Regions from separate parts of the Capra hircus genome. Here region 2 is linked to region 1. A link is a contact called in public Hi-C data. All regions are on one chromosome and are shown on one strand. Each heading gives the region's core, a stretch centred on a gene start, on an enhancer-like site or on the middle of the called end of the contact. The rest is flanking DNA. Distances are from core to core; before and after follow the strand shown.

Region 1 (4,600 bases), core at 883-3,382:
AGAGTTAGGGGCAGAATGAGCACAGTGACTGGCAGCGGTGGGGGGATCAGAAGGTCTTGTGGCGTAGTGGGGCTGGTGGCACACCAGAGGCGTTGCTGTGATGGGAAGCCCAGACGTGAGTCCGTGTAATTAGCAGGAAGAATCATTTTAAGCTCCTGAGTTGGGAAAGGCTGCTGATGCGCTTGGATGGAGGAGTCTGGTGGGCTGCAGTCCGTGAGGTCGCTGAGAGCCTGACACGATGGGGCCACTTCACTTTCACTGATAGACTAGTCGGATAGATTTGTTAAGGCAGAGTTTGAACAAAGATACTGATTAGGGGCACTCAGGTGACCAGGGATGACTTCATGCAGCACTGGATACAAGAAAATGAAACTGAAATATTGCAGAGGAGCATTAGAAAGGAGTGCTGACGCTGCAGATGGGAAGACTGGGAGTGGACAAAGAGGGCAGTGTTCAGATCTGTGCGGTTCAACACCGTTCTTACTAACAGCATGTAATTATTTATTTTAAATTTAAATGACATTTAAAATTCAGTCCCTCAGTCATAGTAGCCAGTTGTCAAGTGCTCAGTAGCCGGCAAAGATAGAGAACATTTCCATTATCAAAGAAAGTTCTGTAAGACCTGTTTTAGACCCGGATATCTGAAGCAAAATAGTGATGCTATATTAGACACATCAAGTTTATGGAACTGTCCAAAAGCAACAGAAAATAACTTCACTACAGTTCAGGGTGGATCTGGGCTGGGGCAGTTTGGGAGCCATGGTGGGAACTGTGAGATCTTAGGGGTCAGAGCAATGGAAGAAAGACTTCAGCCAGGCAAGAAATAAGAACAGAGGAGGTAGAAAGGAGAACTGGGGGTCTTGCTTTCATTTTTTAAAGAAAGAGATGCAGAGGTCTACATTGTCCAGAAATTAAAAGCAGAATTTGTATTAGAAGATCATTTGTTTTAGCCACGAGGTCTTTGGATTCAGTGGCAGGAAACTGAAGGTGGCTGTGAGTGGGGAAGGAGATTCAGCCTGAGTGTGCAAGTGTGAGAGGAAGTGGAGTGACGGGGTGACGTGTGTGAGCAGATGGCAGACAGAGTCCAGTCCGAGAGGTTTGGTGCACATCAGAATGGAGAAGGCTGCTGTGTTGAGAGGAGAACGAGATTCTCTTTCTGATCAGGGGGAAGAAAGAAGCGAACGACCTTGAGATGGAGTAGAGGAAGTCTGTGTGGAGAGCTGAGGAGGGGTACATGGAGCCCGTGTCCACTTGAGAGCCCTCAGGCCCCATGACAAGGCGCTTGGTGACATCCTCAAGACCAGGCTTTCGGCTCTAGCGTTTATGTGTTGCCAGCAGTCTTAGAAGCTCTGGCCTTTATGTGTTGCCAGCAGTCTTGGAAGTACTATTTTGAGTATTAAATTGAAACAATGAAGTGTAAATGCTGTATAATTTGATAGACCCATTTAGATACTGTGACTTTAGGAAACTTACGTTTCTATTGTTTTTTGATTCAGTGTTTGGTTTTTCTGAAATGTTGAGAGCACCTCAGGTGAACTAAACCCTCTCTGGCGGTGTGACCCTGAATACCTCCCTTCAAGTCTTTTAACTGAAGGAATGAGCTTTTACCCACATACTCACTGTCAAGGCTGTCGCTTTTCTTGGCGTTGAAGCGGTCACCACCCACTGACGCATGTGTGCCCTCCAGACTCACCCCTCTGAGCACATACTCTCCGCTGAGAGAGATGCACCTTGTAACCTTCTCTGTCACTTAGTTAGAACATGTCTGAAACTTCCTGTTCTAGAAACTGGAACTGTTGGGAGTTTGAAAAGAACAGTGATGGGGGGAAAGCAGTCATATTTGTCTTTTCTTTTTGCAGGTATGAATCTCCAGAAATAGCCCTAAATTGTGGAATAATGTTAAGAGAATGCATCAGACATGAACCACTTGCAAAAATCATTTTGTGGTCGGAACAGTTTTATGATTTCTTCAGATATGTTGAAATGTCAACGTTTGACATAGCTTCAGATGCATTTGCCACATTCAAGGTAACAAAAACTGTAGAATTCTAAATAGATATACAAGTGAGATTAACAGGTGTGCTGTTCTTTCCTAAACGTTCTGTACCCTCCAGAGCTACACACGGCTGCCCTCTAGTGGGAAGACAGCAGACGTATTTTATATGTGTGTTTGTGACTCAGGTATGTGCAGTAGAGTCACAGCTCTGATAGGTTGGAAAAGTTAAGACTCTCAAGTCTGTCTAAAAGGCATAAGTCCTGTATGGTCAAAGGTACACTTTATGTTAAATTCCCCATCAAATACAGTATATAGATATACAGTGTATGTGAAAATCAGATTTGTCTCCTGTGTTGGAACATAGTGCAGCAGTTTCTTTGGTTAAGCATCGGACAGAGTAGTTGGCTTCCATCCAGGGCTGTAGCAGTTTGGATTACACATATCTTCAAATAGTAGATCCACCTTCAGGACAGATGACCCTGTTGTGAACAGGCCCAAGGGCACAGCGAGCTGCTCTCACCCGTCTGATGCTCGGAACAGAGCTGTTTATTAAACACAGAGTGCAGGGGTGCAGAATCGCCAGCAGTGTGCCTCCCCCCCCCCACCTTACCCCTCTGTTGTGTGTTTGTATAAATTAAAGACACGTGATATGGCATCAGTGTACAGCATGCACATTTTGTTTTGAATTGCAAGGTTCTGGGCTGTTTAAGGTATGTGAATAAAGCAGTGATGCTTATTAGTGCTTTTCACAGTGAGAGCAAGCCTTTATATGCTGCTGCTGTTGTTCAGTCACTAAGTCGCGTCCAACTCTTTGTCACCCGATGAACTGCAGCACACCAGGCTTCCCACCCTTCTCTATGTCCCGAGTTGGCGCAGACTATGTCCACTGAGTCAGTGATGTCACTATCTCATCCTCTGTGTTATATGTTAACATTCCCTTATATAAAATGTCTGACCTCCTGAGTGTTTAGAACTGCAATTTCAATATTTTCAGAATTTAATAATCCAACATAGACTACTGTGCTTGCAAACCATCAACACTGTCACCGTGAGAAACAGCCACTATTATTGTAAACATTCAGTTTCATGTGTAAAGACCCATCTAGACTATGAGCACATGCCTTGGTCTTTGAATAAAATGTGTTCCTCCAGTAGAAGGAACACCCTTAAAATAGGGCAAAAGCCTGGAAGCCTGGGGCTTCACACTGAATGAGAGTAAGGTAATAATGTGAAAGGTACCTAGAGTATATTCAGGATGTCAGAAACCTTTAGGTATGACCTCAGTAATTTATATGTTAATGTACAAAGTAAGGGCTTCCCAGTTGGTTTACTGGTAAACAATCCACCTGCCAATGCAGGAGACGCCTGTTCGATCCCTGGGTCGGGAAGATCCCCTGGAGAAAGAAAGGGCACTCCAGTATTTGTGCCTGTAAAATCCCATGGACAGAGGAGCCTGGCGGGCTACAGTCCACGGGGTTGCAAAAAGTCGGACACAATTGAGCAACTGAGCACACACATGTACAAAGCAAAGTGAAATGAGTTTGAGCTTATAGCGTGGAGTGATAAACATGACATCGTAGGTATCACTGCACTTGGTGGGTTGGGACTCCTGATTGGGATGTACCGGTGGCAGGGGACACCCCATTCAGAAGCAGCAGACCTGTTATGAGGGAGGTGTAGCAGCACCAGGTGTCAGGAAGGGATGCTCCTGTGTGGGAAGCAAGCCGGAAGCCTGAGCGCAGGACCCTGGGAGGAGGAGGGCGAGGGCAGAGGAGAGGAGCAGCAGCAGGCTGGGAGAGTTCAGCTGGTCCGCCTGACTGAGAGGACGCGAGGGACATGCCCCTAGCACAGACGGCGCAGCTGAGGTGAGAGGCGTGCTAACTCTGCCGAAAGCGTGAGTCCCAGTCTCTGAAGGTCTGATTGGCCTTGCTGATGATTCTATCTCAGTACCTTGCTGGGTCCTGGTCACCAGAGATGGAGAGACTGAGCAGAGTCAGGCAGGTGTTCTCTACCTGAAGAAGGGAAACTTTTAAAACCTGGTAGGATTCTAAGGGTGAGCTCTGGAGGAGAGAGCTCTAGAGCAGTGAGGAATGGGCTTGGCTCCTGTGTCTGAGCTACTCCTGATAGAAGGGAGAGAGCCCGCCAAGAGGCAGAAGGAAGTAGGGCCTAGAATTAAGAGTGTTTCAGGAGAGGCACAGGCCTGTCAAACAGACTGAAGCTCCCTCCTCACCCTTCCTTAAGAAGTCTGGTCAGGGCAGGGCTGGTCTGACCTCCACGCCAGAGGTGCTGATAAGGGAAGGAGGTTGCTCCTCTTCCGGTTTACTGGTGGCCTCTTGGCAGAGGTGACTTTATAATGGAAAAAATAGATCCTTGGTTCATGCTCTCCTTTGAGAATGACCAGAGCTACCTTCCCAGAAAATGTACTCCACACACAAAAACTTTCAAACAAATGCAGCTCATCCGTAACCCTGGACGAGGAGGAACAGGTGCTGAGTCTTAAAGGGAAATTAAAACTACCTGCTTGAAATACGTCTACCGTTCAGAGCTTGAATGAATGGGATACTGAGATAGTAAATCAGTGGCCAAATATTTGTTTGTGATTTT
Region 2 (4,600 bases), core at 1,339-3,838, 130 kb before region 1:
CAAGAAGCTCTTAGTGAGCAGCTGATGAGATCACTCCACAGAGATTTTCTTCTGACCTTTTTCCAGGTTCCTTTCAGAGAGAAATAAAGACAGTGACTGACCCCCAAATTCACCAGAAGGTACTTATCCAAATGAGTGAGTGGCCACAATACCATTCTTTGAAGGCTCTGCCTATACGCTAATGATATTGTCAATGTAAAAATATTTTTGATACTCCTCTTTGGAGTTTATCTTCAGAACAGATAGCATGAACTTTTGAATAACTTCTGAGAGGGTTAATAGTTCTTCTTTTAAGTGAAATTGCTTATGAGAAATAAACAAATGTCATTTTGATTCAAGTGTGATGAGTAAATTATATCATCAGATTAAATACTTCTGTGTGAAAATAAGCTGTGAGAATAGTTTTACATAGAATGTCTGTTGTTATTATGAGTTGAATGGTGTCCCCAAAAAAGGTATGTTGAAGCCTTAACCCTCAATATCTCAGACGGTGACTCTACTTGGAAATAGAGTCATTGCAAGTTAAAGTGAGGTCATACACTAGTAGAGCGGGGTTTTAACCCAGTCTTACTGGTGTCTTTGTAAGAGAAGAGAGCATCTTGTGAGCACAAAAACACTCAGAAAACAACGTGAAGAGGCACAGGCAGAGGGCGGCAATGTGACTACAGTGGCCTACCTCCAAGCCAAGGGCTGTCACGGGCTGCCGGCAGACACCAGAGCCAGAAGGGTCCTCTCCTACAGTCGTCAGAGACAGCAAGGCCCGGCCACCACATTTTTGGTCACACCACGCAGCTTGTGCGATCTTAGCTCCCCGATCAAGGACTGAACCCACGCCCTCAGCGGTGAGAACGTGCAGTCTTAACCACTGGACCCCCAGGCAGTTCCCCCTGCCAACCTCTTGATTCAGACTCCTAAAACTGTGAGACAGTGAATTTCTGTTGTCTTAAGCCATCCAGTTTAGAGTGCTTTGTAACAGCAGCCCTAGGAAACGAATACAGTTGACTACTTAGCACCCATTACCCTCTTTCTAATACCTAGTTTTCACTTGTGTATTCACCCCTTTTTCACACCAACCATGTACTGCAGAGGAACTGATATGCCTCCGGTCGGTCGTATCAAGTCAGACTCTGAGAGGCTTAGCCAATCAGCATCTTCCCTCCCCTCACCCGCAAGTCCCTGGTCCATGAACAGGTATCTTAAACTGGGCCAATCAGAATGACTCCCAGGATCCTCCTTAGAATGGTGGGACAGAGAGATCTCTGGAGAAGGAGGGAAACTGCTCGATGTGAAGCAGAAGACAGGAAACCTAAATTGCATCTCCAACAGCCATCTACAGACACAGCTGAGAGGGTTAGCAGCAAAGCAGAGAAACGCAAAGCCCCTGGGTCTTTGGAAAGATCTTTAAACTACAAGATCAGTCTGCCCTGAAACACTCTTATCTTGCAATTTAGAAGCGTCATCATTTAAGCCACTGTGACTTGGATTTTGCATTCCTCTCAACCCAAAGCTTCTAGCTGACAAGCTGGCATCGCAAGGCACTAGGAACCACTTCAAGCCACCGACGGGGGCTTTAAGACAGACCTTTGGAAAGCTAGATATGAAAAGGGCTTGCATCAACATCCACAGAATCTAAAGATTGGAGGTTGTCGCTGAACTCCCGCTGTGAGTCGTAGGAAGCTGGCAGCTTGCAAGAAGAGGCATAACCTGAGTGGGAATGGGAATGGCTATAACTTGGAGAGCCTGACGGGACAAAAATGGGTGTGCATCTCCCAGAGGCCAGAGCTAGACTTGAGGAAGGGAGCTGGACCAGGTCTTCTTGAGAGAGAGTCTGCCCAGAGAACCACAGCGACGTACATCAGGAGATTGAAACAGAAAGCAGAGGTCAGGGGGTGGCAGCGGGGGGCACCTACTGATAATCAGTTGGCCAGCAGAGGGAGCCATTGCCCACTTCAAGGGAACTGCAGGTGCAAGACACCTGGCAAGGTTAGAATCCCTGAAAAGCAACCCCCTCAAAAAATTGCTCCCTGAGAAAACTAGTCATAGCAACTGACATCTCTACCACGCAGAGACGGCCAGAGCCAGATTACAAGGGAGCCAGTCAGGTCACGCCTTTCCTACCACTTTTGTCTCCTCTGATGCAGCCCTGCAGAGACCAACCAGAGCAGGTAGTAGAAGTGGAAAAACATGGAGACAGAAAGACAGTCAGGTCGTCTTCCTGCTGGTGTCCAGACCACGGAAGGCCTCAGCTAGTGGCACGGGAAGGATTTAAGGACAATAAAGTATCAACCATGATGAGACTATTTTTGACCGTTGAGAGGAGTGAGTCTTCTCTTGTGACTAAAAAGGCCTGGAAAACCTGTGGCCCTTCCCTAGATCTTAACCCATTCTAGTGAACACTCACGACCATACCCCTCGGATTTCACCCTGTGCAGGAAGACCGTGTTGCCAATACCTGCAACTCTGGCTGAGGGCTTTTATCCAAGCCTTGAGCAAGGCAAACCGGGCGTGCCACAGACCTCGCGGATCTGGAAGCAGTCCGCAACCAGGGAGGAGCAGGAGGCTGCTGCTTAAGTACCAAGCCCCACAGCTGGCGTGGCTCTCGATCCCTGGCCAGAAAAGTCACTCTTCACTGGCTCACTCCCTTTCCTGTCTCACCTCCTCACTCCTCCTACCTGTGTGTTCTGGGATGGTCTCCATATGAACAGCTTGCACTCAGAGTCTGTTTCTGGGGAGAGGCAAACCAAGAGACCAGAAAAAAGACAAGATGATCTCAAAGAGCAGGTTTGAGTTTTCATGAGGGGACAAATGGCGCCTTGCAGCTTATCCAGTCAACACATCAGTCACACTGGTGTTCTGGATGTCCTCATCGCTGGGCTTCCTGTCTAACACCCGGGGACGGGAGGCCTTGGGGTTTTTCCACTCCCTTCTGCATGCTCATCAGATCTTGAAACTGAATCTGAATAGAGTCAGATACTCATCACACCACTCATGACTTCTTCCTGCCTACCGAACCCTCCACTTCCTCTCCCGCTGTCCTCGGAATGGGATGGACTGTACATGGGGTGGGGCTCACATGATGCTCCGTTCATCAGGTTGGACTTGGTGACTGACCAGTGTCAGGGACACCAGCTCTGATCAGCCCTGACTTACTCTGCCTTTTTATTTTCCTGTTAAAGTGTAATTTACTCACAGTAAAATGTAATCATTTTCGAGTTCTTTTACTTCTACCTTGCTTTCCAAATAAACTTTATTGTGGACTATAATTCAATGATTAGAAGAGCATAAAACACATATCTGGGTGGATGAATTGTCATGAAGTGGACAAACATATAACAAATTATACCATCATACACCACCACCAAGGTCAAGCAATGCCATCACACTTGTTTTCAGCTTTGGCATTTAGGACTGTGATCCATCTTAAACTAATTAATATATTGTGAGAGGTAAGGGTCAGGATTATTTTTTCCCCATGCCATTGATCCACATCATTTATTGACAAAAGTCTTTCTTTACTGACTTACCATGGAGCTTTTGCCATAAATCAAGAACCATATATGTAAGGACAGTATTTTTTAAGTCCAATTTTTCAAAATATATATTTGGATTATGTATTTATCTGGTTGCACCAGTTTTTAGTTGCAGCATGAGAGATCTTAGTTCCCTGACCAGGGATCAAACACCAGACCCCTGCCTTGGGAAGACCGCACGAAGTCTTAGCCACTAGACCACCAGGGGAGTCCAGGACAGTTTCTTAATTCTCTTTTCTATTCTGTCAATCTATTTGCCTATTCTTGCACCACCACCAGACGGTCTTAATTGTTGTAGCTTCATAGTAAGTCTTGAAATCAGGTAACGTGTCTCCATCTTTGTTTTCATTCAGAATTGCCTTGCTTGTGTGCTAAGTCAATTCAGTCGTATCCGACTCTGTGCAACCCTATGGACTGTAGCCCGCCAGGCTCCTCTGTCCGTGGAATTCTCCAGGCAAGAATACTGGAATGGGTTGTCATTTCCGCCTCCAGGGGATCTTCCCAACCCTGGGATCAAACCCACGTCTCTTATGTCTCCTGCACTGGCGGGCAGGTTTTTACCACTAGCGCCACCTGGGAAGCCCAGCATTTCCTTGGCTATTCTACATTATTTTAATTTCCACACAAATTTCAGAATCGTCATCTCAATAACCACAAAGTAACCAGTTAGGATTGTTACTGGGATTGCCCTGAATCTATAGGCAGATTTAGAAAGAACTGTCATATTTAACTTTTTAAAATATTTAGTCTTCTAATCCATCACTAGGGTAGAGATCTCCACTTTTGCCCGTCTTTAAATTCTCTCAGTAATGTTCCGTACATTTACTATGTAAATCTCAAATAACTTTCATTGGATTTTTTTTCCTGGCTATTTGATATTTCTTTAAGGTGAAGACTAGAATAAGGGGAGAGATGAGAAGGAGAGTGAATTCTTCCTTATGTTTTTATCTGTTTATTCTATGGAAGTATTGTACACAGTGTTGCAGGTATACAGCGAAGTGATTCGGTAATATATGCACCTTTTCTGTTTTAGATTCTTTTCCATTATAAGCTATTACAGATACTGAAGG

What was found. Hi-C and Micro-C count contacts between places; a contact is called where the count stands out from the background.
Region 2: a contact with region 1 is called in a Hi-C map of blood, with 5 times the contacts expected there. The contact joins two enhancer-like sites. A contact is called at or near these places in 2 of 5 Hi-C or Micro-C datasets (both in blood).

What each region holds. Positions count from the first base shown.
Region 1 is chr2:17,108,348-17,112,947 of ARS1.2, reverse strand. CAB39 (calcium-binding protein 39) reads left to right here. Exons shown (of 9, transcript XM_018058417.1): 5 at 1,860-2,028. Among named protein-coding and RNA genes, the nearest start is that of ITM2C, 50 kb to the right of the region's middle. Within about 2 kb of position 2,132, at least 2 of the 5 cell types and tissues checked have an H3K27ac peak or open chromatin away from gene starts, as enhancers often do.
Region 2 is chr2:17,242,564-17,247,163 of ARS1.2, reverse strand. No RefSeq gene overlaps it. Among named protein-coding and RNA genes, the nearest start is that of CAB39, 55 kb to the right of the region's middle. Within about 2 kb of position 2,588, at least 1 of the 5 cell types and tissues checked has an H3K27ac peak or open chromatin away from gene starts, as enhancers often do.